Regions from separate parts of the Hordeum vulgare genome. Here region 1 is linked to region 2. The links are chromatin contacts, called in public Hi-C maps. All regions are on one chromosome and are shown on one strand. Each heading gives the region's core, a stretch centred on a gene start, on an enhancer-like site or on the middle of the called end of the contact. The rest is flanking DNA. Distances are from core to core; before and after follow the strand shown.

What was found. Hi-C and Micro-C count contacts between places; a contact is called where the count stands out from the background.
Region 1: a contact with region 2 is called in a Hi-C map of leaf, with 6 times the contacts expected there. The contact joins two enhancer-like sites. A contact is called at or near these places in 3 of 6 Hi-C or Micro-C datasets (leaf and seedling).

The regions. Positions count from the first base shown.
Region 1 is chr3H:43,184,583-43,192,140 of MorexV3_pseudomolecules_assembly, reverse strand. No RefSeq gene overlaps it. Among protein-coding and RNA genes, the nearest start is that of LOC123442890, 98 kb to the right of the region's middle. Within about 2 kb of position 5,635, at least 2 of the 3 cell types and tissues checked have open chromatin away from gene starts, as enhancers often do. A contact at or near this core is called in leaf, where this site is marked.
Region 2 is chr3H:43,007,393-43,014,452 of MorexV3_pseudomolecules_assembly, reverse strand. No RefSeq gene overlaps it. Among protein-coding and RNA genes, the nearest start is that of LOC123442890, 79 kb to the left of the region's middle. Within about 2 kb of position 1,637, at least 3 of the 3 cell types and tissues checked have open chromatin away from gene starts, as enhancers often do. A contact at or near this core is called in leaf, where this site is marked.

The DNA.
Region 1 (7,558 bases), core at 4,386-6,885, 170 kb before region 2:
CAGCCTGTCTGTCCTCCGAGTAATAGAGCTGAGTCAGCTGACTATAAGGAATAAACTAATATATTTTTATTTAGTTAGAGAAAAAAAAAGATGAGAGGGAAGGTAACCGGGCTCCTAAGAGTCAGCTCTAGCACGTGCTCCTAGGCATTTTGTAAGTATGAAAGGTGGACCATATAGTAAAGAATTAGTACACTTTTACAATAAACTATTGTACAAGTTGGCTATAAAGATGTGCTATAGATGACATGACAATGTCTTATAGCCAGCGGCTGGCTATAATATTATACTTGCTCTCAAATCTACTAACATTTATGGATAACTACTCCCTTTTTCAGGGAGGATAAGCACTTCGTACTATAGAACAGGATGCTGAATTTATGGGCAGTGATGTTTTTCCAGGGAGCATGCTCACTAGGGCAGGTGCGGTGAGTAATATGGGGAGTTTAATGGTGATTAGTGGGCTCCGGCTGTACCTTAACCACGCAGCCTTTCGGCTCTCGGGCACGAATACTCCTGGTGCACGAATGTAAAATTTGAAAATGCGTAGCAACACCAGGAAAAATACATCTGAAATACTCCATTAAACTCCAGTAATAGGAAGCAGGGATCCAAAAAAAAAAATCAAATTCAGTTTTGTTGAACCGCAGCCAAACTTCGTATTTTTGTACAGGTCGCATTACATTAATTTTCTTTATAAAAATTAGTCATTTCACCAAACATTCAGAGTACTAGTTGTTACAACATTATGGCCTCATATTTAGTTTTGATAATTAATGACAATTTCTATAGATTAATGGTTGTCTCGTGCTATTTTTGAAGAATTTATTTTGAAATAGGCTTTTGCCCTCCTATATAGATATAGCAACCATTCGATAAACAAAGATTCCAATGCTGGGTAGACAACACAAGAATGCCTAAAAGAAATAAAAGAAAAATGAAAACAAAAAAATGACAACAAAGTGAGCTGGACGAAACGATGATGATCTCAAACCGCTGCGCCCTCACATGATATTCACCACGCTCCTAGCACTTCGAACCACCGCATAACAAGCAACACCTCCACGAAGGAATGCGACGGTGACGACACTGCTGCCCGGATTGATCCTAGGGTTTGCCCCGTATGCGGAGGGGCGTGGGTGAGTGGGATACCCGACGGCCTTCACGAAGGAACGATGACGCCCACGGGCGTCGCCGCGTCGGTGCCAGCCACGCCAACAAGATTTCTCCCATCCACCACAAACCCCTACCCCGATTGATCCATCACGCTACACCAAACTTGTCGCTCACCAACATGCGCTACCACGATCTTGGAGACACCACCACCGTCTTGCCATGGAGAGCTAAGCGGGGCCGACGGGCCTGAGAGGGAGCAGCCGGGAATGAGGAGCGACCGAGTCGGCAGCCACACGGGAGGAGCCAACCTCCACTGCCCTCGGTGGTCACCGACCGGAAGGAGCAAGGGGAGCATACCAGGCACGTAGGCTCAGACAAGCCCTTAACGGCTCGTGAAGCTCCTGTTGCCACGCTGTAGTGGGCGTGCCACCATCTCCGCAACCCCTCGCACAAGCCACCCCTCCGTCCGTCGGAGTCGTCGTTGGTGGGGCCGAGCCAGGCCCACCCATAACCACATGGGGCCGCAAAGGACCCATATCTCGGTCGAGAGGGCATCACCGCCAACCACCACGCCAACCCCAAGCCAAGTGGTCGCGCCACCACCTCCTCACAATCTGAAGTTGCGCCGCCCGAGGTAGCACCGCCATCGGAACCATCGCAGCCCGAGGAGCACCACTGCACGCTCGCTATAGGAAGGCCACCTACAACCATCGGGAGCACAAAACCGGACCCCACAAGCAACCCTCGCCACCCGTAATTCGCGCCGCCTCGATCCAATCCGGCCACCGGCCGGCCACGATCCGCGCTAGGCACGCCCCTCCGTGGCAGCCATTGCACCACCATAAGAGCTCACGTGGTTGACACGCCGCTGCCACCCTAAGCGCTCGGATCTATGTCGTCAAACCCTGCCATAGCCTAGTGCCTCCGGCGGCCAGCCATACCGCATCAGTCGAGGGGTCCACGAGGAGGGGAAGGAGCGTCCAGGTCGCCGCCTACGTCGGTCGGGCTTCGCCCGACGGTGACTCGGGACGACGGCAAGGTAGGGAGAGGCCGGAGGAGGAGGGGATGGGGTCAACAGCTAGGGTTCCTTCCCATCGCCTCATGGGGCGGCGTGGGAGGACGAGGTGGATTTTCCTAGGATTTAGGCAACACTAACCTATGTAAGGATTTGTCCATAGGCACTTCTTGAAGTCTATTTGTTGACTTTAATGACTTTATGAGATGACCAAGGTAGTATTGAAGATTGTATCCAAAGATTGATCATGTAAGAGTTGAGCTTATTGCAAGCATGTCTTGAAGAAGAAGATTGTGGGAATATTCATGTTTACCTTCAAGATATCATCTTTATGAAGAGATAAGTTAAGTCTCGAGGTTGACCAAGACTAAGTCAAAAGAGTGAATCAAGTTGATCAACACACAAAGAGTACATATGATGTACCGAGAGGAATCAAGTGATCTCATGGTATGGTAAGTATTATCGATTACGCTTTGTGTATTAATCCATGTTCTGTGTGAGAGTTTTATGTAGGCTTAGGTATTCGTCCATGGGATTGCGCAAGAGGAAGATCAAGTGATCCCATGATATGGTAAGTATTGTCCATTACACTTTGTGTACTAACTCATGGTCTACATGAGAGTTCTATGTGGGATTAGGTATGTGTCCATGGGCTTGCGTCAAGAGGAAGATCTCATACAACCCATGGAGGATGACATCAAGTGGTGATCGTCATCAATTTTGTCGTGTGCAATTTCATGTGACGCATTACAAAGAGATCATGCTTGAAGCTTGACGTCTATTTGGTCACAATGGAACTGTGAAGATATGCCAAAGATTGGCTCATCTGTAGTGGAGTATGGGAGAGCAATCTACTAGTCTTCATCAAGCTAACGCAATCAAGAAAGGTGGTCTATCTTGGGGAGGACACGATCATCATCGTCTAACTCAAGTGGACAATGCACAAGGCAAATGTTTGTCCTTGATAAGTTTTCTATTTTACCGGTCTCGGGATGTTAGTTGCGAGACCAGGTTATAGGATCGATAGCCGTACTACAAGGGGGGATCTCATGTGAGTAGCTTGATTGTAACACTCATTGATAGCTCAAACCATTACATTCTTGGCATCATCATCTTTCTTGGTTCGTGGTTGACTTTTCTCTATGTGGGTTCTCTAGCTTATGGTAATCTTCTTCACATGCTCGAGTTCATCGAAAACGAAGTCCATATGCATTTTTATGACGTTTCCGGTGTTGGCGTGTTTATCCGTCGCTTTTGCTTGGGGCTTGCTTGAAGCACCTAAGTGATAGTACCGCGCAGACCATCGGTACTATCGCACTTTAGTACTACTGGAGTACCGCTTATATTTTGCTCTTTGTTTAGCGCATTCCTTCGAGCGGTAGTAGAATGACAGTAATAGGCGGTAGTACCACTCTCTCTGGTAGTACTGCCCTGCTTTTCTCTACTGCCGCGGTTTCACCCGCACTTGCAACACCTAGCGGTAATACCACTCGTGGGAGCGGTAGTACCGCTTCGGTGGCGCTACTCCCTTCTGGAGCCTCTCAGTTTCACGCTATGGATTGAAACTTTCGTGCTAGCGTAAGTACACTAGCGTGAGCGGGACTAAGACTTATGCACGGGTTGAGTGCGTAATGTTTGATTTGGGGGAACCTATTTAAGGGGGTCTTCTTCCCCAATGGTTTTCCATCCTTTGAGCTCATGTTTGCTCCCCATTGTTGACCTTTTTTGAGCTTGCTATCTCTCAACCTCTTAAATGATTCTCGCTAGTTTTTGAAGGGAAAAGGAGAGGAGATCTAGATATATGTTTCCATAATCACTTTCTCCTTTATGTGGGGGGAACCCCTTGGATCTAGATCTTGGATTTCTTTGTGAGCTCCTTGTTCTTTCTCTCATATTCATCCATACCTTTTGTTGTTGTGGTGGGATTTGAGTGTGAGGGACTTGACCACCTCGTATATTCTTACCATTACATTAGTTGCATCGATTTGAGTTCTCCATGGTAATACATGGAAGTGAAGTTTAACAATCTTATTACTCTTGGCTGTTTGGACACCCTAGAGCTTGTGCCAATTGGGTGCTTTGGGGCCCTAAACGGTTGATGATGCCTTAGAGCTCAATCATTATGGTGTAAATCTCCGGGCAAACGTCACGGTCTCCACTTAGATTGTGGAGATTGCCCCGAGCAATTTGCACCTCGAAGCCACAATGCATTGTGGCGAATCTTTGTGGTGGTGTTGAGAGTCTCCAATTAAGTTGTGGAGATTGCCTCAATCTTGTTTATAAAGGTTCGGTTGCCGCCTTTTAAGAGCACCACTAGTGAAATCGTAACATCTTGCACTGTGTGAGGGCGTGAGGAGATTACGGTGACCCCAATGGCTTTTTAGGGTGCATTGTGCCTCCACGCCGCTCCAAACGAAGATCAGCATCTGTAAGACTATGAACTTCGGGATACACCATCGTCTCCGCGTGCCTCGGTTATCTCTTATCTGAGCTCTTTACTATGCACTTTACTTTGTGATAGCCATTGTTTCTTGATATATATTTTGCTATCACTTAGTTGTTTATTTTGCTTAGCTTAAGTTGTTGATGTTCATAGATGAGCTTAATTATTTTAGGTTTTGTGCTTGAGTAATTAAACGTTAGTTTTATTTTGTAATTGTTTAAGTCTTAACCATAATTATTTTAAAGCATATATTCATATCTCTCCTCCTCCTAGTCGACATCCATGTTCTTTCACTAATACATCTATGGATTTTTTAAAGAACCAAAGGAAAAAATCTGGAATTTTATTTCAGCAAGATAGGCGTACGGCTGGAAACATCCCTTCGACTTATTAGTGGCTTCGTCACTGATGCTAGAACGTCATTTCTCTGTCAACCTTTTTTTACGGAACGTCTCTTGAATTCATGAATGGATTTGGCGCTACATTTTTTTTGTTTGAGGGAAATTTGGCGCTTCAGTTTGAACGAACATTTCTGGGACATCCTATGTGGCGCCTCAAGCGCCACCAGGGAACGGGCGCCTGCATCGGCCCTCTTCTTGGGCCGGCCCATATTAAATTCCTTGGTTATTAAAAAAGTATAAAAAGTTTACAGAATTTTTAAAAAGTTCAGATTTTCCAAAAAAAATCTATAATTATGAAAAACAAGTTCACCGATTTTTGGAAATATGTTCACGATTTTTCAAAAAGTTCACAGAATTCAAAAAAAATGTCATCGATTTTGAAAAAAAGTTCATCAATTTTTAAAAATAGTTCACTGATAGCGAGAAATGTTCATGATTTTTCAAAAAAGTTCATCGATTACAAAAAAAGGTTCATCGATTCTAAAAAAAAAGTACAACTATTTTCAAAAAAGTTCACCGATTTCAAAAAAGGGTTCACGCGCTAAAATAGTTCACGGCTATAAAAGTTCATAATGAATATCTAGACAGGCCGACTCATTACAGAGCGTTGCAGGGGCCGGTTAGTACATTTTGCCTTTAACCGGCGTCTGGGGCGTTAAATAGGGTTTGTCAACATTTCCTGTTCGGCACCTTCAGCATTCTCACATAAACGGACGCTGAAGGTGCTCTTACCTGGGCCGGCCAAACAAATTGCATGCTGCCAACTTTAAACTCGCAACCTCACAATTGAATGGACTGCGAACTACCACTCGGATATAGGTTGTGAAATACTTGCTTTTTTATTTCATTTTATTTCTTTCTGCAATACATGTTTTTTTCCTGTAATTTTTTATCTGGTTTTCCTTTACCATTTCCCTTTTTATTTTTCCTTAAAATGCATGGATTATTTAGTATTTATGAAATTTTTCTTCAAACTAGATGAACATTTTCTCCAAAATCTATGAACTTTTATTCATATTCGTCAACCTTTTTCTAGTTCATGAACAATTTTTTTCAAATTCATGAAAAGTTTTTTCTATAATACATGAACTTTTATTCAAATTTCTGAATTTCAAAATCAATGGAGTTTTTTCAATTTTATGAACTTTTCTAAAATATTGATGAGAATTTTCCATAATTTATTATTTTTATTCCTAATTCAATGAACATTTTTCTAGTTGGATGATAATTATTTGAATTTGATGAATTTTTTTAATGATGTTGTACTTCTATCAAATTCAATTAATTAAATAAATCAATGAACCTTTCTGAAAAATCCATGAACTTTTTGGCAAGTTCTTGATTTATGTCAAAATTCGTGAACTTTATGAATTCACGTGTTGTTTTTGTTTTTGCTGAATTATTTCATTTTTTGTTTTTTCGCTATCGCTAATTTATAAAGTATTCATGTAATATTACTCTATGTTTACAATACATATATATGATTTTGATGCATTTTGTATGATTTAATTAGAACTAACTTGGAATGACGTTGTTTTTAGCAGAATTATCATGGTGCTATTTTTTGTGCACAAAATGATAGTTTTTGAAATCGTTCGGAACTTTTTAATTATTTTTTGTAGAACATATAAGAAATATTGGAGCGAAGAACCACCACAGGTGAGCCACCTATGGGCCATGTTGTGTGGTGGTCCCCATATGGATCCGTTGGCGTAATTCCAACAGTGAGAAATCCTATATATATACCAAAATCCTCAAAAGATTAGGAGAGAACTTCCGTTCCGCCGTTGTGACTCTCCGTATCGAATAAAACCTATCTAGAGCCTTTCGAGTACCTTGTCGGAGGGGCAAATCATCTCCGGTGGCCATCGTCATTATCCGAGCGGAGGACATGATGAGGAGGGAGTATTTCACCCTTGGGGCTATCTAGTTCCTTGTCAAACTTTCCGATGAACCTGTAAGTTGTCGTTATGATCACCTAGTTACAGATGACGTTTGAGCAACCCCAAAGCTCATCGTACGGTAAGAAGTGATCTAATGGTCGAAGGAACATAAAACACACATTAATACTCTGTGTTATAAGTTATAGCAATTGATTTCACACAATATTATCCACAAAGTATAATGTACAAGTTTGGGTTGATTCAATATTATCATTCTTCTAACTTCATACTCTTAATGTTGTTTTAGGATCATTGTTACACTTAACGATATCGTAATATCCGGAAAACATGTTCACCCATAAAACTTGACTCGGTCTTAGAGGCAAGACTAGGATCCTTGTTTTCTCGTTTATCATTCCACACGTGCATACGAGTTTTACACTGAATCATGTATTCCAGGATCATATCAGTTATAGCATAGAATATAAACTATTAATTATTAATATGGAAATAATAATACAACATTATTGCCCGTGGGGCACATTTCCAACAGTCTTCCCCTTGCACGAGAGTCAATAATCTAGTTAGCACATTTTACTTTTACACTAATGGCATTACGATGTTAGTTTGTGCTTTGCTTGTCGTATAGACTTCATCCTATTGAATCTAGCAACTTCAGATCCGTATGTATTATTTGCATTTC
Region 2 (7,060 bases), core at 388-2,887:
GTATACTCAGCTAGTTCGGCATACAAGGCTCAGTTTCAAGGACACCTGCGATCTGAGTACAAGAAGTTAATCTGGTCAACCTGGGCGCCTGCGCGGCTCAAGATCTTCATCTGGTTGCTTCTGAAGAACAGGCTGTGGTGCAACGACCGTCTCCAACGCAGAGGATGGCCAAATGGCTATTTCTGCCAACTGTGTCACCGGAACCTAGAATCAGCGAAACACCTGTTCTGGCAATGCCCGTTGTCCATACAAGTTTGGACACATGTGGCATCACGCCCCGGATGTGAATCACTACACCCAGAAAATGGGGAGACAGAGAAAACTCTTCAGACATTTTAGGTGTGATGATCAACTCAGCTTTACCGAAGTACAAAAAAGCAGTCAAGACAATGATTGTTTTGATACTGTCGGAGATATGGAAGGAGAGAAACGCCTGCACATTCAGAGATAAGACTGCAGAGTTTCAAAGTTTGAAGTATGCTATCAACAGCATCGTTGAACTTTGGTGTCAAGCCGGAGCCAGAGTTTTGGAGCACCCGTTTTGGGATCCACCGTGAGATATCACCCTTTGTAACAACCCTCACGTGTCGAGGGTTTTTCGGATTTGTTTTCCCGTTTCTTTTTCTCCTTGATCATTCGGATCACCATCCCCCCAAATTGTTTTCTCCGCACTGCTACCTCCTTTGAATCAATATATGTCAGCCGGAGGTTGGATCTTTCAAAAAATATTGCAGGCGCCCGTTTGCCCTCCTGGGACTTGCAGCGCCCCGCGTTGGGCCGGCCCATCAAACAGCTCTGATGCTCCATCGATTTTTGACAAATAAAATACATCGATTTTTAATAAAGTTCTTTAAATTGAAAAAATATTGCCAGATTTTTAAAATAAAAAAATTATGAAAAATGTTTATCACATTTCACAAAGGTTCAATAGTTTTAATAAAGAGTTCAGTGATTTTGAAAAACATTCATCAAATTTGAAAAAAAGTTAATTGATTTTTAAAAAAGTTCATCAAATTTTAAAAAGTTCATCAATTTTTTCCAAATGTTCATCGAATTTGAAAAAAGTTCATCAAATTTTAAGAAAGTTCATAGAACTAAAAAAGTGTTCATAAAATTTAAAGAAAGTTCATAGAACTAAAAAAGTGTTCATCAAATTTGAAAAAAATCATTGAATGAACAAAAAACATTGAATTTGAGAAAAAAGTTTATAAAAATTTAAAAAACGTTCATTCGGTTTGAAAAAAGTTTACCAATTTTGACAAAAGTTTGGTGATTTTTGTTAACGATTTGAAGAAAAAGCTCACGAATTATAAAAAAATCATCAGGCCAGGAAGAAAAAAAAGAAAAAACAGAAGCAAAAAAACGAAAAACAGAAGCAAAAAACGAACACCAAAGAAGGATATAAGAAAAGAGTAAAGGAAAATTATTCATCAGGTCTGGTGAAGTGACGTGGTGGTTACCACCTGTTAACCCGAGATGGAGATTTAGAGTTCGATTACGCACAGCGCTAGACCTTTTTTTTTCTTCAAAACAGAAAAAAAAAAAAGCTGACATGGGCCAGCCCAGTGCGGGGCGGTGCAAGCGCCCATTAGCAGAATTACATTGTAAGATTTGGCCAGAATAACTCCCGTTTGGGTGCTCCTATACGGCGCTGCAGGCGTCCGTTCCTGCTCCTGGCGCTTGCAGCGCCTCAAGATGGGCCGGTCCAATAAGGGTTGACTTCAACTAAAAAGAAGAAAACAAAATAAATGAACATAAATAAAAATCCATATTTAAAAAAAATCAAGTATTTTGAAATTTCCATCCAATTTTTATACAGTCAATTAAATTCAAAAAAGATACTGATTTACAAAAATGTTCATCGAATTCGAAAAAAGTTGATCATTTCAAAAAAATCATCAAATATAAAAAAAATTCAACAATTTTGAAAAAGAGCTCATGAAATTTTATAAAAGTTTATCATTTTTGAAAAAAGTCCACAGGTTTTCAAAAACAATTCACCGATTTTGAAAAAAGTTCATCGAATTTGATAAAAGTTCATCATTTCTTTTAAAAGTTCGTCGAGTTTGGAAAAAGTTCAAATTTTTTGAAAAAAAAGTTCGTCAAGTTGTTTTGAAAAAATCATTGAATTTTTCTAAAAAAAGTTTATCAAAGTTGAAGAAATTCATGAAATTTTGAGAAAAGTTCATCATAATTTATCAAAAAATAGTTCATCGTAATTAAAAAAATTCACCAAATTTGAAAAAAAGTTCGTGCAATTAAAAGGAAAGACGAATAAAAAGAAAGATGAAAAAATAAAAATGTGAAATGTGAAAAAACAGGAAAATTTGTTAGAAAAAGTGAAAAAATAAAAAAGCAAAAAAGTTCACAAGATACAAAAAAGTTCACCAATTTGTTAGAAAAGTTCACGAATTTTTAAGAAGTTTTATCTAATTCGAAAAAAGTTCATCAATTTGGAAACAAGTCAAAAAATTTGCCACATTTTCAACGGATTTCAAAATAGGTCATCGAATCTGAAAAAAGTTCATCGATCTTAAAAATAGGTCATCGAATCTGGAAAAAGTTCATCGCTTTATAAAAAGTCCAGTGGATTTTTAAAATAGTTCATTATTTCTTCTAAAAGGTTTATCGAATTTTCAAATAAAAATTATTTGTATTTGAAAAAGGTTCACTAAATTTTGAAAAAGTTCATCAAGTTTGAAAAAAGTTCACCATTTCGAAAAAAGTTCACAAACTTAAAGAAAATAGGTCATCAAATCTGGAAAAAGTTCATCATTTTTAAAAAAAAAAGTTCATTGGATTTGAAAAGGTTCATAAAATTTTGAAAATATAACTCAATTAGGAAATATTTCATCTATTTTAAAAAAAGTGAGGATGGATGAAAAAAAAGACTGAGGAAGAAGGAAAACTGAAAAGAAAAGAAAAAAAAATTGAAATCAGAAAAAAAGAAAAACGGAAAATAAAAAACAGAAGGAACGAAAGAAATGATGATAAGTAAGACAATTGGAATCCTTGCTGTAACCAATTTTTTACACTTTGAAGCATGCAATAGGTAAACGGACAGGCAAAAGAAATGGGCCGAGCCCAGCTAACGTGCGTGCATGTGCCGGTTAGCTGAAAATCAAAGAAATTTGACGCCTGCAGCTCTATATAGGAAATGCACTCCCGTCTCGCCCGAAACTATCCGTCTGACGTATAGTACTGAGCTGGCCCATTTTTACGTTTGTTCACGCTCACCCGCTCACCCATCGGTATGTTAACGGCTGCGTTTTTCTTCTTTTTCTTTTTATGTTTGTTTTTGTTTCTTCCCAGTTTTTTTGTTTTTTATATTTTATTGTTTTCTATCAATGTTTTATTTCTTTCTCGGTTTTCACTGTTTTTGAATTATTTTCCTTATTTATTTATACTTTTCGTTTTTTGTTTTGTTTCTTTCTCGCTTTTTTGTTTTTCTTGGCATTTTGTTTGTTTTTCATTGTTTTCGTTCTTTTGCATTTGTTTGATTTGCTTGTCCTTTTTTATTATCTTTTTTGATAGTTTTCATTGGGTTCTCTTTTGGAATACATGAAAGATTTTTCATATACACGGGAAACATTTTTATGAGTAAGGTAAATATTTTCTAAATACGGGACTAACATATTTTCAAATATATGATTTTATGTGTATTTTCTTTTTCATGCACATTATACATTTTTTGTCTACATACAAAACATTTTCTATATCCCCTTAACAATTTCAAATACATGATTAACCTTTTCTCTGAGCATATATTTTGATATAATTCTTTTATAAATGTTGTACGTTTTTTTACACATCAGGAACAACTTCATATCCAGGCTTAGCACTTTCGAAATGCATGATAAAAAGTTTGAAATATTAGTTTTTGATGACTACTTGTTTTCATACACCTTGTACATTTTTTTCATAAACAAGGATTTTTTATACGTGTTCACCATATTTTAAATACTCACTCTATAATGTAATATCAGACCTTTTTCGGTGTAGTGGGCTACAAAAAGACATCCTACATTTTGTTAGGGAGAGAGTACATCATTTTATTAAAATATATGTTTTTGATGTCTGTTTATTATATACATTGTACATTTTACGCACACTCCTGGAACATTTTTTGTACACATTAAACTTTTTTCAGTATAAATGATAAAAAGTTTCAATTATATGTGTGTGAACATATTTTGTAATATTTTTTTGATAGGAGTTAAACATTTTGCAATGTCAAAAACATTTTCAAAATGTTATTAACATTTTCTTAATTGATAGTAACAATTTTGTACACTCCATTACCATTTTTCTTCTAATTTATGGTTTTCATGGAAATTACAGCAAGCCTGCGTTTTACAGTATTTGTTAATTTGTTTCTTATAAAATATAAACTAACGAAGAGAAGGAAAAAAAATGAATGAGCGGATTTGAAAGTAACAACCGATACGCCGCTTAGTCAACCCACTATGGGTGTGTTTGGTTCCCTGTGTATCCATCATGCATTGTAGAGCTTGGGTGGGCCTGGCTTGGTTGAGGTGATGCAAAATAGAGATGAGATGTGTGTTTGGTGTAGTGCATGATACGAGCCGGATTCAGCCTAGATTTTGTTTGGTATGTTGCATCTCGGGTTGTATGAGAGATGCAACATACAACACATGTTGTTTGGTATGTTCTATGATGCCAAACAAGATGATGTATGTAAAATAACTACAAGATAGTTTTGGTGATATGCACTTCAAGCTAGATATATTTGCCAATTAAAGTACCGAAACAATATGATTGGGTAAAAATGTAATCACGTCTTCAAAATAGCAGAGATGATTACAGTAAGAAAACAATTTTTTTTACAACATCTTATTTGCTTGTATAGTATAGAAGCGGCTTATGGTCATAATATCTACATAAATGCATCAGGATCATAAAGAGTGCACAATTTATCCACTACATCTTAAAAGTTCACATATTATAGGGTCACAGATCCATACTAATCTAGTACATCTCAAAGATCACATAATAGATAGAGCCAGAAATCCATTACAGTCCAACAAAAGAACATAACATAAGATACATGTTACATTCCCAGTCCAAAGTGTGCTCCGGCGGTACAAAATCGTCCTCTCCCTACGGAAGTATCCAATTATGAAGAATGCAACAAGCTAGTATGATTTTGATTTGTGACGGATAAGGGTGGTGAGGCTTGTTGTCCACAATTCTCCACCAGTTCTTGAAAGCTGCAAATGCCCTTTCAATAGTGATCCTCAAAGAGGAGTGGTGGAGGTTGAATAACTCCTTCTCATTTTGAGGGACACGTGCACCAAACTCGGTAAGATGGTAGCAAATAGCCCTGTATGGTGGAAGAAACCCTGGCCGCACATCATAGCTCACATTCACAAGGTAGAACTTTCCTAACAAATAAAAGGTCATGTGTTGTTTTATTACCATATGTTAGCGAACGACCGGAAGCCACTAAAGTGGTTCACTAGTACCTGCAGGGACAACAAATCCATCATTCCTTTCCAATGCACCGGCCAAAATGAGTGCATCACGGGCTCATCCTTTCCAACGAGCTAATACATAGGTAAACTTCAGGTTAAAGTCAACTGCAGACATCACATTTTGGATAGTGTCGCCTTTCCTACCTTTAAATGACGAAGCAATAGCAACCGGTACCTTGGCAAGCACATGGGTGCCATCAATTGCACCAACAGAGTCCTAGGAAAAGAGGTGAGGTATATTTTGTAATATTTAGTTATCCAACATGTCCATAAAATTCTAAATGGTAACATATTACCTTAAAGTACTGGTAGAAGCGCCTACTATCTAGGATTTTTGGATGAACTTCATTGGATGGGTTTGTATCATCTCATCACGCAACTTTCCTATTGCATATAGAACTACCTTAAAGTATCGACTGATTACTTCAATTGACCTGCTAAATATGAGTTGCATAGCCCTAAACCTATGGTTGTGCCCAACTACAAGAAGGAACATCGCAAGCTGCTCCTCAATGGAGGTATGAATGCTGTCTTCCAGCAACTTTCGCTCACAGAACAAGGTACACAAGTTATAAAATGAGGCCCTATTCATCCTTAGTATGTCATGGCAATTTATAAAACATAGATTGAACAACCTACCTATATCTCCCTCAAGCATAATATAACGGATTGGAGCACGATAGTTTCTTATTCTAGTCATTGTAGTTATAGTGGCCATGTACGCACACAAAACAACAACCAAACCAGCAGCTTGCACTATGAGCGTATCACGAGTCTTGCCATTGTCATCCATCTATATAAATTCAGCACATATTTATAAATTAATAAACGAATTGGCAATGATAATATTTACATCATTTGTATAATGGAAACAAAATAAAATATATGAAGAAATTGTTCAGGATATATGGTTGCATAACTATTTTTTCTACCTGCTGATTCCTTCTCATTTCCATAAGTTATCTCACATCCATAGGACCAGAAGGTGTTAGGTTGATCTCTCCGGGTGGGCCCAACGGCCCACCAGACCCTTGATCTATATGCGCCCTGATCGGGGGCGCCCAACCCGTTATGGTTGGTGGGCCATGTGACCCGCGCTATATAAACAGAGGTGGGGCCAGGGCACGACTCACGAGATTCACCGCCGCCACACTTCCCTCCTACACGCCTTACCGATCTAGGGTTGCGCGATGCTCATGGGAAGCTCCACCGACGCCACCACCCCTCTCTCTGCCGTCATCACCGTCGCCCCTCTGCGATGGCGTCAGGCTCGGGGTCCTCGAGTGCAGGACAAGGTAAACGCCCCTATTCCTACCGAACTAATCTAGCCTAGTAGATCTTCAAGATCTAAAAATGGTGTCAGAGCCACCAGGCATTAGATTTTCTTCGGTAGAAAGAAGCAAAGCAAAGTTTTTCCCTTTCCCGTGACGAACCCTAGCAGGGCAAAGTTGAAAACGACAAGTAAAGCATCACCGGAGCCCTCTCTAGCAAAGAGCGCCGCCTCGGCCTCGGCCGCGCCTGTTCCTCTCGATCCCCACACGCATCGGCAAGCCAAGGTGTCGGGA